Regions from separate parts of the Sus scrofa genome. Here region 2 is linked to region 1. Evidence: chromatin contacts called from public Hi-C data. All regions are on one chromosome and are shown on one strand. The core of a region is the stretch at or near the end of the contact, and the rest is flanking DNA. Distances in the headings are between cores, read along the strand shown. Region 1 holds the start of MAST4 (microtubule-associated serine/threonine-protein kinase 4). Region 2 overlaps MAST4 (microtubule-associated serine/threonine-protein kinase 4).

What was found. A called contact is a pair of places that touch in the nucleus more often than the background predicts.
Region 2: a contact with region 1 is called in a Hi-C map of skeletal muscle, with 5 times the contacts expected there. The contact joins the enhancer-like site here to the promoter of MAST4 in region 1. A contact is called at or near these places in 4 of 47 Hi-C or Micro-C datasets (adipocytes, heart right ventricle, liver and 1 more) and 1 of 2 datasets of contacts at active chromatin or transcription factors (skeletal muscle).

The regions. Positions count from the first base shown.
Region 1 is chr16:44,971,052-44,973,881 of Sscrofa11.1, reverse strand. It overlaps MAST4 (microtubule-associated serine/threonine-protein kinase 4), which reads right to left and starts at 1,363. Exons shown (of 29, transcript XM_021076752.1): 1 at 388-1,363. The coding sequence starts at 726.
Region 2 is chr16:45,081,183-45,084,012 of Sscrofa11.1, reverse strand. All of the region lies in intron 1 of MAST4 (microtubule-associated serine/threonine-protein kinase 4), which reads right to left. Among named protein-coding and RNA genes, the nearest start is that of MAST4, 110 kb to the right of the region's middle. Within about 2 kb of position 1,497, at least 21 of the 83 cell types and tissues checked have an H3K27ac peak or open chromatin away from gene starts, as enhancers often do. A contact at or near this core is called in liver and skeletal muscle, where this site is marked.

The sequences.
Region 1 (2,830 bases), core at 114-2,613:
ACCCCAGCGCTTCGGTGGGAAGCAACGACCACTTCGGAGAACTAGGTCTTAAGTTGTGGGGACGAATCAGGCGTCCAGATCACATTCAATCTCAAACCCAGCGTAGCAAATCCACACCTTAAGGAGTCTGCTGCTTTGACACTGTAAAAGCACGCTCTCAGGCTGCACAGGGGTACACACGTACACACACACACACACCAGCCACGGGGAAATCAAGGACCCACAGAGCGTCTCCTGTCATTATCCCGGGCTCGGGACAGAGCCCTGGGGTCCCTTCCCCTCTCCACGCTCCAATGCGCTCTGCCCACCGCCCGCGTGCGGGATGGTTAGGTGGGGTCGCCTGGCAGGCGGACCAGAGGGGCCAAGATGTGGGAAGGCGTGGCCCACCTCCTCTTCCTGCTCCTCCTGGGATGCGCTGCTGCCCCGGGTCGCGGGTGGCGCGGTTCCTCCGGGGAGCGGCGGCGGCGCGGGGACTCCACGTTCGGGCACCCCTCGCGCGGGAGCCCACGCGGCGGGCGGCCGGGCGCCGCCCGGCGGCGGCAGCGACTGCTCGCGAGAGAAGCCAGGCTCCCCTTCCTCCGACAGAGTTTCTGAACCTGAGGAGGACTCCGCTGAGGAAGCGCCCGGCGAGGACGCGGCGGCCGCCGCAGGGACGGGAGTGCGAGCACCGTGGCCGCTGCAGCCGCGGGGCACTGGCTCCGGCGCCTCCGAAACTTTCTCCCCCATTTCCCTCTCGGGCCCAAAGTGTGAGCCAAGGGGCGGAGGGGGCGCGGCGCGCACTTAGCGCCTCCCAGGGAAGCCGCGGACTGCTGGGCGCCGGCTCGCTCTCGCTGCCGCTCCCGGGCTGCGGGGAGCCCCGCTGGCTACTACATGGCCGCGGCCGGGCCGCCGGAACCCGCCGCCAAGTTAGTAGCCGCCTGAGCTTGGAGGCCGACGGAAGCTCCCACGCGAGGGGACATGCCGGCGCGGGTCAGCGCTCTGCACTCCACAGTCCTCCCGCACGGCGCCGGAGCAGCCAGGACTGCGGCTTCTCCAGCAAAACCTGCCTCCGGGACTGAGCGGGGCCGGCGAAAAAGACGGGCAGCCGGGGGAACCAATGGTAGGGCAGGCGCGCCGGTGGGCGGAGGCTGCGGCGCCCCAGGCGCACCGGCGTCAGGTAGGGGAGGCGGGGCCGAGGCGTGAATTGCTGGGTCCCGCGGGAGCGCTGGAGCTGGGGGACTAGATCCGGAACCTGCACCTTGGAGGGAGGGAGAACCAGGAATCGCAGCCAAAGGTTGGGACTCCGAATTTAGCCGAGAAGTGGGTGGCGGTCCTGGAAACACCAGGGGAAGATGGACGCGGAGGCGGTGAGACCTTGGAGAAGAAGTGGACTTTTGTTTCTAAAAAGTGGAATCGAGGAAACTGGCCAGAAGGAAAAATAGGGCTTAACGGGTAAAAGGAAACAAACACACAGTCACGCACACACGTGTGCCCATCAGCGTGCTGTAGGAGAAAAGGGGAAACTTCACGGAATATAGTTGAATGGATTCAAACGGAGCTGATCTCTGATCCCGGATTCTCCAGTTTAGCTCCTTGGGCTTCAGTGTCCTCAGCTGGAAATGGAAACGGTTGTACCTGTCTTGTCTCCCTATGGGGAGAATTAGAACAAATATATATATATATATATGAAGCTTCAACAAACTGCCTGGCTTGGACACACAGACTGTTTTCATAAGACTATTTTCTGTCTTTATTTCTGTTTGGAAATTAAAAAGTTAAGGGCATGTACCTTTTGAAAGGGAGGGAAATAATAAATTATGCTCCTATATTTAACTGGGGCTAAGAATATGGCCAGTATTGTGCCAGATCCAATGCTGAATTAGAGAGGGCTTCAGGGCCCACCATTGCCTGACTCTCCACATCAACAAAGCAGAGGATGAAAAGAAGTCACATTTCCTCTTTACTTTCTCCTAGCCCCGGACTGTAAACCAGCAAGATATGGGACTGGTTCCTTGATTTTCCTTACCTCTAAGAACTAGGAGAAAGCACTTTCACAAAGGGCACCAGTAGAACCACCTTAAGGTCCTCCCTGGGTGGCCTTCAGTGTGGTGGGGTGACCTGAAGAAAACAGAACAGCAGTGGAAAATAGATGACTCCTCCCTTGCCTTTAGCTCTCATCCTATTCTGAGCTCTGGCACTGCTGACCTGGGATATAAATTCAGCCAGACTCAATTCCACAGACATTGATTGAGATGTGTACCCAGTGCTTGCAGGGGATACAAAGATGAATAAGGCAGGTCCCCTGCCCTTGAGGAGCTTCTGGTCAAGCAAGAGATTGATGCTGCATAATATAGCTCCATTATTAATTTTCAAAAGCTGTGGTGGTGCTACAGGAACAATGTGCCATGGGGGGGGGGAGGAGGAAAAGTTACAGAAAAACAGTTCAGGTCCTTAAGCTCAGAAGACCTCAAGAATCTTAGATTTCCCTTTGTCAGAACAGTTTTGCCAAAGGTCCTTAAGAACTGGAGGACTCGAGTTGAAAGCCCTTCAGCTAATGAGTCCTCTTATGCTATCACGGCATTTACAAGTGATAGATCATACAAAGTGCTTCATCATGTTGGACAGCAAGCTTTGTCCCAATCAGTTTCCTCCCCCAAGATGAAGGGGAAGGAAATATGATGTGACCTCATTGCCACAGACAGGCATACTGCAAAACAGTTCTGGCTGGCAGGCTTCCATTGTGACACTTGGGAATTATCTGTGGGGCTGTGATGACCTGCTGAGGCAAAAGGACAGTCGTAGTGACTTGGCTAGTTGTGAAAGCAAGGCTAAAGAGAGTGCACAGTGGGGC
Region 2 (2,830 bases), core at 248-2,747, 110 kb before region 1:
GCTGTGTATCTGTGGGGACAGGGTATATATGGTGAATCTCTGTATCTTCTTCTAAATTTCCCTTTGAACCTAAAACTCTCTTTAAAAAAAAAAATCAAGTCTTAAAAAAAAAAAAAATCCTGAGTTATGGCCTATTCCAGAATTTTCAAAGGTTATTCTCTGGAACTTTTTCTCTGAGACCTCAAAACAGGGAAACTGAGTCAAAGTTAAATTCACTTAGAAAACTTAAGTCAAATAAAGGTGAAACTAACTGAACAGGCTTAAAACATTTCACAAATTCATCTACAAAGTAAATCTCCCAGCAGGAACCACGATTTCTCCAATTCATTTGATAAAAGAAAGCTTTTCTCCTACAGGGGTCTCTCTCAGGACTCTGTTCACATAAATACACTTTGGGAAATCCTGGATTATAAGAAAAGGGTCTGAAATGCAGGGGTGGGAGGTTGTCTATCAATGAGTTCAATTGTGAAGCAAAGCTATCAGGTTCAAACTATGGTCTGTTCTTGATAAAAGCTATCTAGCACTCCCTTACACTTCTAGGAGGAGCCTAAATTGCTGCGACTGCTTTGGAAACCTGTTTGGCCTCAACTCTAAAGGTTGAACTTATACTTACCAAATGACTGACTCCCAGATGTACATACAAGCATCACATATTTGTGTGTGTGGATAAGCGTGTGTGTATGTGTATGAGGCAGAGGGGGATCTGATGACAGAAGAGGTGATATGAAAGGGAGGCAGATATTGCAGTGAAATACTTTCAAGATGGAAGCAGCAGCCACAAGCTGAGGAATGCAGATGGCCACTGGAGCTGGAGGAGACAAGGAGAGGGATTCTCCCCTCAGAGCCTACAACAGGGAAGGAGGCCCGCCCACACATGGACATCAGCCCAGCGAAAAGGACTTCGTGCTCTCACAGCACATCTGTGAAAGAAATAAGACGGGTCCTTTAAAGCCAGTAGTTTTAGAATAATTTGTTGCAAAGCAACAGGAAATGAATGCAATGGGATACTACATAGAAATGAGAAAGAGTAAGCTACTGTTGCACACAACAAGAAACAAGATTCTCACGGACACAGAGTTTAGTAAGTGAAGCAACACATCATGGGACATGCTTCATGATGTCATTCACATCAAGGTCACAAACAGGCTAATGCACAGGTCAGGACAGCAGTCACCCACAGGAAGTGAAGTCATCCCCCACTGACGTGAAGAGGGCTGAGGGGGCATCTGGAGAAAGAGTCCCTTACTACGGGTGTGCGTTATACAGGCAAACGTGTTCCATGGAAACTCATCCAAGTGTATACATACAATATGTATACGCTTGTCTCCAAATACTATTTATCAACAAAAGGGTTTTTTTTTCCTTAAAAAAAGTAAACTACATGCTCTTTTTCCTTTTTAATCATTAGATCCAAATGACTCACAAAATAAGTGCCTCTTGGGGCAGCACTGACTGGGAGTGATCTCAGAGCTTGGCTGTTCTCACACAGCGAGGAAAGGAACAAAGATAAGGAGGCCGCCGACCAAACCCAAAAAGTCGACTTGGAAACAGGAAGAACGAGGTCTCTGGCGAACAAAAATAAACCAGTGCTTCAGGCAGAAGGAAGATGATATCTTTTTGCAAATACAAAGACTCTATACCTGGAATTCCTCTTCTTCCAAAAATTCAATCTACTATTTTCTATTATCCAAAGTAGATTAAGAATTTAGTGGAGAAATTACACTGGGCTCAGGAAAACTCATGTCTCGGGAAGAAAGATGAAGGGGAACAAAAATGATGAGTGAGAAAAGCTCTGCCCACCTAACAAGGTCAAGAGGCTGCTACAGTGTCCTCTTTTGTTCTTATCAAGTCAAAAAAGAATAAAAGCGGTAACACTTTGACCTTGATATGATATATATCGTCAAACATAACTAACTCCATATACCAGAGGAGAGTTTAAAAAGAAACACAAAATATTTCCCTGCCTGCAGAAAAAAAAAAAAGAAAGAAAAAATAGCCATTGCTTCCTCCAGTAAAATCAGATCCAGATGAATCTGAATGCAAAGTCACATGGTTTCTATAACTAAAATTAATAAATTCAGAGAAGCTCAACTAGAAGCATTAACATCAGGGCCAAAGCAGAGATGGATCTCACCAACTCTATGAGGCCTGACTTCACACAAGAAAGGAGAGAGGCAGCAGAAAACAAGCACTTTCTTCTTGTGTTATATTTTTGGAGCCGAGAGTTTCAGGCTGTATGGTAGACAACTAGAAAAAGCCAGGCTGAAAAAGCAAGTCAGTCACAAGGTTGAAATGGTTCACAGTCCACAGGCCTGTACGGCACCAACTTTGGTGGAACACCTCATTTCCTAAAGCTTAAAATCGCTTTACTGCAACCCCCACAAGAACCTAAGGTGGCTCAGAGAGAGCAGGCATCACAAAGCTAGAAGTCACTAAGTGGACGTTTTCAGACACTCTGGTGATTCCTTTTTTCCAGACAAAAACCTCTCGTGGACAAGAGCCAGCATTATTATGTTGATATGAGACTGGTTTTAATATTGCTCTCAAGGAGTTCTCTCCATGGCTCAGGGTTTAACGAACCTGACTACGATCCATGAGGATGCGGGTTTGATCTGTGGCCTTGCTCAGGGGGTTAAAGATCCGGCATTGCTGTGAGCTGCCATGTAGGTCACACACCCAGCTTGGATCTGGCATTGCTGTGGCTGTGGCGTAGGCTGGCGGCTACAGCTCTGATTCGACCCCTAGCCAACGAGCTTCCATATGCCACAAGTGTGGCCCTAAAACACACACACACACACACACAAATTACTCTCAAATGTCAAATTCAGAG